3 separate regions of the Mus musculus genome follow, and all the other regions are linked to region 2. Evidence: chromatin contacts called from public HiCAR-type and HiChIP or PLAC-seq data. All regions are on one chromosome and are shown on one strand. Each heading gives the region's core, a stretch centred on a gene start, on an enhancer-like site or on the middle of the called end of the contact. The rest is flanking DNA. Distances are from core to core; before and after follow the strand shown. Region 1 overlaps Phkb (phosphorylase kinase beta). Region 2 overlaps Abcc12 (ATP-binding cassette, sub-family C (CFTR/MRP), member 12). Region 3 overlaps Phkb (phosphorylase kinase beta).

The links. HiCAR-type assays count read pairs that join an accessible place to other places. HiChIP or PLAC-seq counts read pairs in DNA pulled down with a chosen protein or histone mark.
Region 1: a HiCAR-type map of fibro-adipogenic progenitors shows a contact between it and region 2, with 7 times the contacts expected there. The contact joins two enhancer-like sites. A contact is called at or near these places in 1 of 484 Hi-C or Micro-C datasets (nephron progenitors) and 4 of 115 datasets of contacts at active chromatin or transcription factors (the NIH/3T3 cell line, SST interneurons, astrocytes and 1 more).
Region 3: a contact with region 2 is called in an H3K27ac HiChIP or PLAC-seq map of stem cell-derived neural progenitor cells, with 10 times the contacts expected there. The contact joins two enhancer-like sites. A contact is called at or near these places in 4 of 115 datasets of contacts at active chromatin or transcription factors (astrocytes, fibro-adipogenic progenitors, neural progenitor cells and 1 more) and 1 of 9 other capture datasets (embryonic stem cells).

The regions. Positions count from the first base shown.
Region 1 is chr8:85,869,400-85,873,682 of GRCm38.p6, reverse strand. The region is part of intron 2 of Phkb (phosphorylase kinase beta); the gene reads right to left. Among named protein-coding and RNA genes, the nearest start is that of Phkb, 31 kb to the right of the region's middle. Within about 2 kb of position 1,827, at least 58 of the 459 cell types and tissues checked have an H3K27ac peak or open chromatin away from gene starts, as enhancers often do. A contact at or near this core is called in fibro-adipogenic progenitors, where this site is marked.
Region 2 is chr8:86,534,445-86,538,937 of GRCm38.p6, reverse strand. It overlaps Abcc12 (ATP-binding cassette, sub-family C (CFTR/MRP), member 12), which reads left to right. Exons shown (of 29, transcript NM_172912.4): 13 at 412-615; 14 at 3,930-4,064; 15 at 4,175-4,250; 16 at 4,347-4,415. Among named protein-coding and RNA genes, the nearest start is that of Abcc12, 30 kb to the left of the region's middle. Within about 2 kb of position 2,512, at least 88 of the 459 cell types and tissues checked have an H3K27ac peak or open chromatin away from gene starts, as enhancers often do. A contact at or near this core is called in fibro-adipogenic progenitors, neural progenitor cells and stem cell-derived neural progenitor cells, where this site is marked.
Region 3 is chr8:85,923,540-85,927,994 of GRCm38.p6, reverse strand. The region is part of intron 8 of Phkb (phosphorylase kinase beta); the gene reads right to left. Among named protein-coding and RNA genes, the nearest start is that of Phkb, 85 kb to the right of the region's middle. Within about 2 kb of position 1,649, at least 43 of the 459 cell types and tissues checked have an H3K27ac peak or open chromatin away from gene starts, as enhancers often do. A contact at or near this core is called in fibro-adipogenic progenitors, neural progenitor cells and stem cell-derived neural progenitor cells, where this site is marked.

The DNA.
Region 1 (4,283 bases), core at 578-3,077, 660 kb after region 2:
ACAAGTGCCAAAATTGTGAAGTCAAAGGAGAAGGAATCAGTAGTAGCATTTTATTTCGCTTTTAAAATGGGATTTCACCCAGCATCCACAATATGTAGTTCACAAGTCCCTGTAACTCTAGTACCAAGGATATCTGAAATTTCTGCAGGTACCTGCATTCAAATGTACACACATATACACACAATTAGAATAAAATGAACATATTTTAAAATAAACATATGAAAGAAGCCAGTTGGTAAAGAACTGGAAACCCTTCAAACCTGGACTCTATGCAAGAACAGGACAGGATGTACAAACATGGGGTAAGCAGGTGCTATAGAGATGGCTTTAGCTTCCTGAACCTTTGGTCCAGTGCTTTCAGCATTTGCATTCACCCAGCTTCCTAGTAAGCTGTCTCGATTTCTATCTATTATTATCTATTCAATGAGTACGGTCCAAATTCTGAAATGTGCTTATAGAAACAGAGTACAACCTTAAAAAGGTAGGCACAAAATCTCCCTTCCTTAAACAAAGGATGCAGTCTATGACTATTTCCTCAGTCTCCCGCACTTGGGAACTGTGAACAGGCTCCAGCAGAGAAGGGAGGTGTAGGAAACCTCTCCCCTTCTGACTGTTTTGTCTGCAGCTTCAGTGGCTAGGACTGGGGGTGTGTATAGAACCTCTCCTCTGTACTACAGGGTATGAAATGAATTTGTTGGGGCAAAAAAACTGCATACAGCAGCAATGGTTGCCAATTCCAGACTTAAGATTGGCAAGCAGTTGCCACTGAGGATCTACATTAAGTCTGTGAGAAGCACACATTTTGCTTGAAATTTTATGCTCTGGCTGTAAAGATGTCAATGTTCTTATAGAACTGTTCACTGATCACAGTTGAAGACAAGGAAAGATGGCAAAATCCAAGTGATTACCCAAATCTGTTGAGTTCTCAAAGCACTACCATAACCCTGGTATTTCCCACATCACTGGCATTTGTTCCTGCTCAATCTTCCTTCCAGTTTCTCAGACACCTGCCAGCAGCTCCAACGTTAGCTGCCACTGCACGTCCAACCCTGCCGCCCATAGCGTCCTCCTGCTCACTGTCCTAGTTAGCTTGGTCCACTGCTTTTTACCACTGCGGTTTACTTCTGCTTTTACTCTAACTGCACTCAGCTCCTCCCTGTCCATTTGCTGTAAGCAATGCTACTTTCCAAGGTATGGAAATAATTCCCTGGGTTACAAAGATGCTCCTAAAGCATGAGGGCAGAGGAAAGCACCATCCATTTCAATTTTTAACCTGAATGGTGACTCAATACACCAAAGGCCTGAGACATTCATAAAAGGAGATCTCATCTCTGAAGTTAACAGGTTACCAGTACAGTAAAATAGTTAGTCCATTAGTGTACACTGCAGTACTCCCAATGAGACGGACCTAATTCTACAGTGGTAAAACATAGCACCGGAAATGCTCATAGCAGGGAACTTAGTTCTAGACCAGAGACAGTACAGGCTGTTGCCTGAAACCTCTGCGAGGGAAAGGCAAGCATAGGCTAGTGTTTCCGGTGCTTCTGAGGCCATGCTCAGACAGGCCCAATGAACCAAGGCTCACATGACAGAGAGAAGGACATTCTAATCTTTTGGGAGCCAAGAAGACCCAAGGATTTCCCAGAGGCATTGATGAAAAGACAAAAGGAACAAAAGTTTTGTATCCTTAACTAGGGACAGATGTGGCAAGGTCTGTTCTGGAGCGAGGGCCAGGGCCTCAAAGTTTTGGTTCCTGGGAAGCTGGCTTTCCCCCCCGTGAAGGGCTATGGTTTAAAGTCCTAAGGCAGCTCTGTCTAAAGTATGTTGCATTCTCTTGCCAACAATGACTTAGCTCTCTGCTGATCTTGGCTCATTTCCCTACTGCAAACAACATAGAAGATTGTGTATTTCTTAATAAGCTTGCTTGTGAGAAGCCATGAGTTATGAGTTACCAGCTTTCCTCAGCCCCAGTCCTCCCCTCAGGAACTTGTCATACAAGAAGGACTTGTTGGCTGGTCCAGGGCACTAACCCATCTGAGAGCAGAAGGAACTGAGCCTTGGTATGGCCACCTTACATTAAAGAATAGGGAGTTTCTAATGAAATAGACTGGCAGAAAATCAAAAGGCAGCCTGAAAGATCACCTAAGACTTCCTTCTGAAGATAGACACACACTTACATGTTGTTGATGCAGCTGTGCTAGGTGTGTTCACAACTGTGTCCATGCGGCTGCTTGTACGCCATTCTATGTTAAGACAGAATGGAGTAAAACAGAATCTGACCTTGAGTTCCCTCAAATAACTGATAAAACCTTTGGGTGCTCTGATTCTTTTTAAATAATTTTTTGTTTATGCTATTGTTATTTTTATTTTTAATCCTTTTCTTTTTGGCATGCCTAATTTAACAATGTGTATGTGTATATTGTGTGGATTCTACTTACTGGGAGACATACTAGTAGGCCTAGTAAGTACATATTTATTACCTTAAATACTATTATTTCCTTAAAATGTATTGAAATGGTATTTAGGACTCTATTAAATGTTTCAAAAACCGTTAAAATGCAACTTGTTTATAGACAATAACATTCAAAGGAGGCATTAAAGCATTGTTAAACTAACAAATTGTACACTAGATACATGGGCTTCGTTAATGATTTTCTTCTAAAAAAGGTTCTGGAAGAAATAATCTGTTTTTTAATCAAAGGTAAGAGGAAAATTACATAAAATGCTTTATGTTAGCCTGGAGATGCTCAGTGGGTAATGTACTTATCATCCAAGGATGACAACTTGACTCTGGATCTTCAGGACCCAAATAAGTACACAGTAGCATCTGCAGTCCTCACTCTTCCAGAGACTGGAGTCAGGAACAGGAGGATCCCTCCCAGCCATTGGCAGGCTAGACTAGCAAGTGCAGCTTTGAATAACAAGAGTCCCACTTCAAAAATGGTAGAAGGCTAGGAACAATGCCCTAGAGCGTCCTCTGACCACACTAACAGCACATACTCACATGGGCATACATGTATGTGTCCAAACGCACCTACATACTCACATGTGCATGCATATACATGCACAAACACACCCAATCACATGTGCATGCATGTATGTGCACAAACACACCCACATACTCACATGTATGTGCACAAAAACAGCCACACATGTACATATTTACCTCTAAGTACTATACACTTAAATCATCTTATTAGACTAATTATAATACATTTCTTCTTCAGGACTTTCTTAATACTTAAGTATTACATATATTTAAAAAATCTACGATGCATGTTAAATGATGAATGGATATGTCTATAAAAGTTTTAAATTTGGGGCTCATAATGAAAATTAAAGTAGATAAAACTCCAATAAATAGTAAAATTCTAAATCTATGTTTTCACTCAATAAAAATAGCTATGTTATTAAGTTTGAAATATTAATATATCTTATGCTCGCACTTACACATTCATAGAATCAAATGTTTGAAGTAAGAAGAATCTGAAGTATTATAATGATATATAGTATTCCACATGTAGCTGGACCCTAAATTACAAAAATAGGATTAAAAACTAAACATATAATGTCTTCAACTGCACATGCATAAAGATAACTGAGTACTTCTAAAAGTCTAGAAAGATATAACAAATGGTTAAATGACTGCCCCTAGGGAGACAGGTATACTTTTATACCATAAAGCTCTTATTATCTAAAAAGCTAGGTATTTATTTACCACTTGTATAGTTTCTTAAAATAGAAATCAAAATTTGAATGTCTAACCAAAATATATCATATAGAGAGTTCATATGGCCATCCAGTCTCAAACTCCTGTCAAAGCTATGAGGATGATATTAAACCGGGATTAGATGATGTAAATTTCAACACAGAACTCTTTCAAGATGGAGCAGGTTATGCTCCCTTGTCCTTGTCACAGTCTCCTGAAACAACGCTTTACTAAGTCTGATCCTTAAGCCTGGCCTTCACTAGCTGCTTTGCCTAACACACTGTTCGAAACCATCTCCTGTGCACGTGTGTGCTCTGAGGCACTACTGGAGATCAACTGAACTTCCACATTTATATGTGTCACCATAGGAAAATTGGTAAGAAACATTTGAAAAAAAAAACCTGTTAAATGAGGAATATGACTGTATAAGAAGAACTATATAAGAAGTAACTACTGCTTATACTTATTGCAACTATAGTGCTTCGTCACCTAATCCAAAGAAGATGTGAAGAGGCAGGGTGCCGCTCACACTTTGTTTTTAATAAAAAGATATTAAGTTCTTCCAGTGCCCTTC
Region 2 (4,493 bases), core at 1,263-3,762:
CACAGTCCTTCCTTTTCACTATTCACTGTACATTCTTCCAAAGTTCCCTGCTCCAAAACCAAACAAAAACCACAAAAACAAAACCAAAGCCAAATCTCGGTGTTAGCAATCAATAGTGGACTGTGCACCAGGAATTGGGAGTCATGTGATAGGCACCCCTTACTCAGAGTCAGAGAGAGCTGTTCTCAGTTGGCACTGTGCTTCCATGAAGTGAGGGGGTGGGGTGGGTGGAATTCTTCCAGTCAGCATTGCCTAGCGTAAGGCATGGGGGAGCTTATGTGCAGAGAGAGATAACAAGCTGTGTTGTCTCCCCGAGTCCTGAAGAGTTTTAGAATGCTCCTGATATACAAAGACCATGGGGTGGCAGGCAGACTTAATAATGATGGGCAGTGCCATTATCCCTGTCCACAGATTGGAGAGCGGGGTGTCAACCTCTCTGGGGGACAGAGGCAGAGGATCAGCCTGGCCCGTGCTGTGTATGCTAATCGTCAGCTCTACCTGCTGGATGACCCGCTCTCGGCTGTGGATGCCCACGTGGGGAAGCATGTCTTTGAAGAATGCATTAAGAAGACACTCAAAGGGAAGACAGTTGTGCTGGTTACCCACCAGTTGCAGGTGACTGGGATGTGCGTGGTCCATGAGGCCTTGGGATGAGTGCAGCACTTGATGGTCAAAGAGACTCCTGTTCTGCCTAAATATGCCATTTCCACCAGTAGGTGGCTTTACCTGAACAGGGGATTGAGATGGTAGGAGACACTGATGAGTCCTGCAGCCATCCCTAGCTTCCTGGTATTGCTACCTGCTCCTCTCTGGGTATGACTTCCTTTGGCTTAGTCTTTGGGATCAGTGGGGAGACGACTTTTCCTCCCCCATTGGGTAGATTGTGTAGGATCAATTGGCTCTGAGATCTGGGCCATTGGTGCCAAGGAAATGGGGAGCCAGGCATGGACAAGTCAGGCTCTACCCATTCTCCAGTAGGGACTTGATGGGCCTGAGGTTGGGGGTTCCTTGTCTGAGGGTCATGGAAGCTCTGTTTTCTTTCCTCACCCAGAAAGTCATGGCTCTTGTGATGAGTGGCCCAGACTCCCCAGTCTTCCCCTAGCCCAGGAAAGGCTCCTGAGGCCAGGACCAATGGGCAACGCTTCAGGGTTCTTCTGCCTTCTTAGATCCTGTTCCCATTCAAACAGTAGTCTCCCTCTGGCTTAGGAGGGTGAATCTTGCTGGAGAAAGAGACTGGGCTTATGTTAAGTGAACTGGAGGATTTGGCTGCATGGTCACAGACCTTGTTGAATCCATCCCACATACAGGTTCTGAATGCTTGGTGGGAATCTAGGGCCCCTTCTCTACCCAAGATAATTCAAGGTTACCCTCTCATTCTCTCTCTCTCTCTCTCTCTCTCTCTCTCTCTCTCTCTCTTTCTCTCTCTCTAATCTCCCAAGTCTGGGAGATATACTGCACGTGAGTATGTATTTGTGTGCGTGTGCACGAGCACGCATACCTCAAAGTAGAAAACATCCCAGAGACATTGGGAGGTGACCCGTTGGGGCACTGGTGCAGAGAGCCCCTTCTTCTTGTTCAGTAGGCCTGGTCTGGGGGGCAGGAAGCAGATCTCATTGCCTTTCAGTGAATCAGAAATTGAGGTGGTGAAGGTGTGAAGGCTGAAGCAGCAAGTAAGGTTGCCATAGCTATAGGACTTTGCAGCCTGTAGGTTGGTACCCTCTGGCTGAGGCCAGGAGGACCACCCTGAAGAGAGAGGGCCTCTCAAAGACCCAGGAAACCCAGCCCCCCACAGCTCCCCAGAATAAGCTTTAAGCATTCAAATTTTATACATGTGAGTATCTGGTTTCTTTAGCAGGTGAGCCACAGCTCTATAAAATAATGAGCCAGATTAGTTAGACAAGAACTCCTAGGTCCTCTGTAGGCCAGGGCTGAGGAAAGGAGAAGGCTGGCTGGATTCAGTCTGGAATCCCATGTTTTGCCTAGAAATGGTCTGTGGCCTAGCTAGATTCCTTAGCGTGGTTACCATAGCCCTGGCCTGTGACTATTCAGTCTGTGGCATCTGCTTGCCCTGGGAGAACTGTCTTCCGGAGGAGTCCTGGGTCCTGGAGGATGCTGCCTTGGTCCTGACAGGTGTGAGACAGAGCTGTCCCTCTATTATCCCCTCTTGGAGGATAAACCATAGCCACATGCCCAGCCCATCTTTGAAACTCACTAGCCCGAAGTATGATCTTAGGCAAGCTGGTGTTTTCCCAGAGTCTCCAGCAGTCACACCTTTCCAAGGTCATTTTAGCTCACTTTTTGCTTGTTGGGAGAGGAAGAAGGCCACCAGATGGCACCATAATCTTGATACACTCTTCATCCCATTCTTTGTGGGGGAGGGGAGGGCTCAGCCTCAAACTGCAGCCCCGGGGCTTTCCAGAACATTTCCTAGCTGCTCTGACCTCAGATGCTTTGGAGTAGCTGGCCATGACAGCCACTCATCTGTTTACTTGAGGAAACAAAGCGAGGCCAGCAGTCTGACGAGCTGCTGGAATCTACTAAGGGCTCAGCTTCCGAAGTGTTTGCAGAGCACGGCTACACAAAGCTACTTGGTGTCACCAGAGTGAGCCAAGGGCTTGCTGGCCAGAGGGACCTTTTCGGGGCCCTCCCAAGTCTGGGTGGTGGTCCCACACATAGGCAGAAAAGCCTGTAGATTGTAGTGGGCCCTGTGTGCTTCCTTTCCTCGTGTGAAAAGAATCAATGGCTTAACCGAGCTTACAGCTTTCTTGAGCTGAGAGCTGCCCGAGGTTGGGAGATAAGATGTAAGATCAGGCTGTGGAACACCAGAGGATGATGCCTGAGGTCCAAGTCTGTCTTTGAGGGAAAGGTTCTGTCAGAAGCAGAAGGTGTGTCTCCCTCCACTGGGCAGTAGGAGCCAGGTTCCTGCTTGGGCTGCCTGAGGAAGGGCTCCAGTCATGGATAGGGGAGACAGAGGCTAGAGCTATCCATGCTGCTGGAACTGCTCTGGTTGAAGCATTTGGGCACCACCCACCCCATCAGGTGTACAACTATCAGTGGTAGGCCTTTGCTTGCAGGATTCGAATCAAGTTTAGCCAAGTGGGATTTTGGCCTTGAGCAGAGTAGAAGTGCAAATCCGGGACTCTGGCCCTGCTGTGATGGCTTTCTTCTTTAGATCAAACTGTTCCCACTCTTACAGCATTTTGCCTGCCTTTAGGAGGGGACTATCTGCCCTTTGTTGGGTGGATCAATCGAGGAGTGCCCTTTCTTCTTCCAAAATAAAACGGCATCCCTCTCAGCAGAATTCTTTAATCCAAGGATTGGTGTGGATGTGAAGGGTCTCGGAATCAGAAAAACAGGGCCTGTGATATTTATTGTTCACATCGTTATTGTTCTGTTAAAGCTGGTGGGGGTGTGGCCTATGACCCGGTTTCTATTCCCCGGGCTCAGTGGGGTGGGGCTTCTGACAGGACTGGGATCATGTTTTCTGTCTTTTCCAAACCTTGGCCTCCACAATAGTCAATCAGATTTCTGAGTGGGGTAGCTCATTCACAGAGAAGAATCGAAGGAAGTTTTGATTGCCTCATTGTTGCAGCCAGAGTCCAGCTTCTGTACTGAAAAGACTGGGGACTAGCTCAGTGGTTCTCAATTGCCGCCCCCGCTCCAACCCCTGGGGCATTTGGCAGTGCTTGCAGACAATTTTGCTCATCACAACTAGGGAAAGACATCCTACTGGTAGGTAGACACCAGAGAGGCTGCGAAATAGTCTACAATGCACAGGGCAGCCCCTGAAGACAAGGGATTATTTGGTAATAGTGCCAGGATTGAAAACCCCAGTAATTCAGTGCACCTGGGAAAGCAGGCTGGGAGTTTGGTGTGAGCTCTTTCTTACCGAGGCAGTGCTGTTGTGGATGGATGCACTGTCTCTGCAGTTCCTGGAGTCTTGTGATGAGGTCATTCTGTTAGAAGATGGAGAGATCTGTGAAAAGGGCACCCACAAGGAGTTGATGGAAGAGAGGGGGCGCTATGCAAAGCTTATCCACAACCTCCGGGGACTGCAATTCAAGGTAAACTGCACACCTGCCTGGTGAGTGGGATTAAGAGTCCCGCCTCATGGCTTTCTGCCTGGGACAGGTCTGTTGGCTCACTTTCAGAAGTCATTTCATTTTATCTCCAGGATCCAGAGCACATTTACAATGTAGCCATGGTGGAGACCCTGAAGGAGAGCCCAGCTCAGAGGGATGAAGACGCTGGTACAGTCAGATGACAGTCCCCTCTCTCTCACTGCCCCTGGATCCTGAGTGGACACAGACCTTTCCATTTACTTATTATACAATTTCTCATCCTAGTCTTGGCTTCAGGAGATGAGAAGGACGAAGGAAAAGAACCTGAAACAGAAGAATTTGTGGACACAAACGGTATTTACCATCTTTTCCCTTGGCTGTGTACCTGGGAGTACATGCTAGGCATCCCCTGTCTGCATAGAGGAGGAGTGG
Region 3 (4,455 bases), core at 400-2,899, 610 kb after region 2:
GACAAATCATACAATCTTAAATTACTGTAGCTTTGTAACTAGTCTTGTTTTCATGGGGGGGTGGATTTTATCTTTTTATTTTTTTGACTTAGGGTCAAATGCACCCCAAGCTAGCCTTAAATTCACTATGTAGCCATGGTCTTGAACTCTTAGTCCTCCACACAAGTGGACGAGGGGTGGGTGGGGACAGGAACAGGAGGCATCAAGTTCAGGGAGGCGAGATAGAGAGTGTATACTACAAGAGACTACTGTAATTGGTTATCTCAGGGACAAGCTAGAAACCTAGTGTAATGGAAACTCCCAGGTACCTCTAGCTAAGACTCCTAGCAATAGGGGATATGGAGCCCGAATAGGAATTTGGACACCAACCCAGCCACAAAACCTTCAAGCTACAATTTGGTAAGATGTGCTGGGGTAAAGGTGATGCAGAAATTGTGAAAGTGGCCAACAATGACTGGTCTAGCTTGAGACCCATGCCATGAGAGGGTGTTCAACCCTGACATTGCTAGGACCCAGAGGTCAGATAGCCCAACTGTTATCAAGGAGGCTTTATCCAGCAAAGATGGAAGCAGATGCAGAGATTTATAGCCAAACATTAGGCAGAGCTCAAAGAATCCTGTGGGAGAGGGAGAAGAAGGATTGTAGACACCAGAGACATCAAGGACACCACAGGAAATCTCACAGAATCAACCAACCTGGGCTGTTATGGGTTGAGACTGAACTGACAACCAAGAAACCTGCATGAGTCTGACCTAGGCTTTCTGCATATTTATTACAGTTGTATAGCTTGGTCTTCCTGTGGGATTCCTAACAGTGGGAACAAGGGCCTTTGAGACACTTTCCTCCTACTGGGAAGGTGCATCCTCTTATTGCAACTCGGTATGCCATGTCTGGTTGATCTCCATGGGAGGCCTGCCCTTTCCTGAAGAGAATAGCAGGAAGAATAGATGGGGTGTGGAAGTGTGGAGGAGGAACTGGGAGGACAGGAAGGAGGGGAAACCGCAATCTGGATATAATATCTGAGAGAAGAATAAAATAATAATTAATAATAATAATAGAATCAAAAAGAAAGAAAGAAAAAATACCAAGCAGTTGCCTTAAACAATGAATGCCATAGGAATAACACGGTCACTAAAGGAATCTTAAACTGCTACATATCTAATATTTTACTGTTTTTTACTTTACTAAAAAACAAGGAGAACACAATATAAACAATATAAACCTTAAAAAGTAAATATCAATTTTAATTGTTTTACTTTTCATTCATCCTTAATCTCAAACACCAGAATTACTGATGAAGCAAGGTGAGGATTTGGTCGAACATAAGAGTCTATTTATAAGTTAATGCTCAGAAAACTTTTCCCCAAGGTTAGGCCTTAGGATTCAACGGATACTTTATAAGTAAAACTTGAATCTTCACCAAAATGAAGAAGTTATAGGTTTAAATGCAACCCCAGAGGCAATGTGAAATTAGCTGGATGTGTAACTGGGAGTTGAGAACTGCCGTGGCTATAAATAGATACTGAAGTGCTCTTTGAGCATTTAATACAGGCCTTGGAGAATGATCAGCAGAGAGAGAGAGAGAGAAAGAACATAGTCTAGTATCACCCTAGTTGTCCCAGGAGATGCTGAAAGAACTGCTCAGACCTAAAAAAAGCCAAATCAGTGAAAAAGCACAGGGAACTAGCCTGGGCCCAGCCAACAGTTACTTAGGCAACACTTGAAGAGAAGTGGTGAATTTGGAGTGATTAATAGAGCCTTCTGCGGAAGCCCGGAAAGGGTGAGGCTGTGCTTAGACTAAAACAACAACAATCTGGGCTTTATCTAAAAAATATTAAGTGAGTTTAGCCTATAGAGGAGTTGAATGTCAAGATGTGAACAAAAATAACCTCGGAGCCACAGTCTAGTGGGGTTTATTTTTCACCCTGATGTTCTTAACCTGGAATCTAGTTCTGACTCTATCATTAAGTTAAGAGGGAAAAATCATACACCCCTCCAAGTTTGTTTCCCTCTGTAAAGGAACTGATGCTTCTAGGTGATTTAAATATATACTCTATAGCTCTTCAGTACCACAGACTGCAACTGTTAAAGGACTGGCCAAGAGTAGATGTCAAAGAGTAGGACTGTAGTTTCTGAACACCAGAAAGGTGTGTTTTTGTGGTTCAGGGATAGCAGTCTTCCTGCATACAAAGTACAACTTAGAGGAGTGTTACCCAGTGTGCCAACAGAAAGGAGAGCCAAAGTTCTAAGGCAACAGTCATAGGCTCCATCCCCAATCCTTCTGCTATAGCAACTGGAAAGCACAGACATAGAGGGAATGGCAAAGAGTCAAAAAAAGAAGGAAAGTATAAATACTTACCACATGGATTACAGAAAGATAGATCCCTGACTCAAGAGAATCGCAGTGACCAGGAGTTGACAGCAATGTTTTTTGGGTTTTTTTTTAGAGAGGCCCTCCCTCCCACAAGCCTGAACCTTGCCAAGTCTACCAGGTCTGACGAGCAAGCCCCAAGGATGTACACACCTTTGCCTCCCCAGTGTACCACCATATCCTACACTTTAACATGAGAGGCAGTTATCAAAACAGGTTCAAATAATTCTAAGGCAAATGAGCAATCTCCCCAAACCCAGCAAGAGATCTTCTTACTGAAACCCTATCTAGAAAAGCTAAGGATGTGATCTCAATGGGAGTCAGATAAATGGTTAAATCATCAGGTAGGACTTAAGTAGTTGTGGTGGGTTGAATGAGAATGGCTCCCATGGGCTTAAATGTTTGAATGCTTAGTCATCAAAGAATGATAATGTTTGGGAAAGCTTATGAGTTGTGGCCTTGGAGGATTTATGTCCTTGGGGTTGGCCTTTGAAGTTTCAAAAGCCTAAGCCAGGGCCCTCTCCCCCACTCCACCCTGTTGCCTGAGGATCAGGAATTTAAAGTTCTCAGCTACTGCTCCAGAGCCATGCTTCCCACCAAAATAATGGATTAAAGCTCTGAAACTGAATGCAAGTTCCAATTAAATGCTTTCCTTTATGAGGGTTTCCTTGGTCATAGTGTCTTCACAGCAATAGAACAGTGACCAAGACACTAGTATTTTTTTTTTTACAGTGATATAAAAGAAACAGCAATTCAGTAGAAAACATACTTAAAATTTTTATCTTTTCTCAGGCTAGAAATATGTGGTACAATTAGATTCTTGTGGTACTAAACAGCTCCCAGTCAGCAACGTCATTTTATGAGAATAAACAGCTGATAATCCACAAAGTACTACAATGCAAAACTATGACATTCAGTAGGGTAAGTATATTAAACACATTTTCTCCTTATGGTCTGTTCGATCTACGATACTTTTATCCAGAAGCATCCAGAAACAGAACACCTGAATTCAATTCAAAGCAATCTAAAATTATGAGAAAAGCTTGCAGATATAGAAAGGCTGGTACACTAGGTGGGAGTGAACAGATATAAGCAGGCTCACATAATCTGGAGGTATCCTAATTCAGAAATCAATGAAGGGTCACGACTTGACTGCTAGCTGGAATTAGCTCTATATTTTACTACATAGGACAGAAGATACTGGTTGCCTGCCACTAACAACATCACTGGGTCCACGAACACCATGAGATACAGTTGCCTTACTATTTCAAAATGTATTCTTTCAGCATGAGAGATGATACACCAAACACAGGCATATGTGAATAATAATTCGGGATCACTGTAGAGGTGGAGGGTGTATAAGAAAAAATAAAATTCTCTGGGCAGATTATAAATTCTTATACAATGAACAATAAGGTTAATGTTAATATATATATAACCTATCATATAACCTCAAATGGCAAACTTCATTACTTATCCAGTTGAATAAAACTGGCTGACTACAGTTAAATTTAATTTTTATGGCAAGGATAGCAGAGAGCATCACATGATAATTTTTTAATACTTAAATTAAAGTCTGGCATCTGAGTTACAAGAAGAGCAGTTGAAGTTTCTATGTGTTCATGAGTGATATCTTAAGATGTCCACTTTTAATAGGGATTTTCACCTGGAGTTCTTTCCAAGTTTAAGATAGTCTTTGTGTATGGAAAGAGTTTAGTTCTAATATTTCAGGATGAAAATAATACAGAGAAATCAGACTGGCATATTCTTAAGTGGTTACTAAAAAGCACAGAAGGGACGAATATACTAAAAGGAAAAATGATAACTAACACTACCTAAGCAGATCCATCTTCTCCCATAGGATTCAACTGCTCTCTGGATGTTGGAGACTTAATTTAGAGGCTGGCCAAAAGAAAACGTATTACAATGTTTAGTATTCATCAGATTTGATGTCTAAATGGAGCTTTTCCACAACATTCCTCTACTTACCCAAGTTCAATGACTGCTATTATTCTGCTGTACATGTAATAATGTTCCATGTGAATAAATATCTATAGAGAATGCTCTGTAATAATACCAGCCTT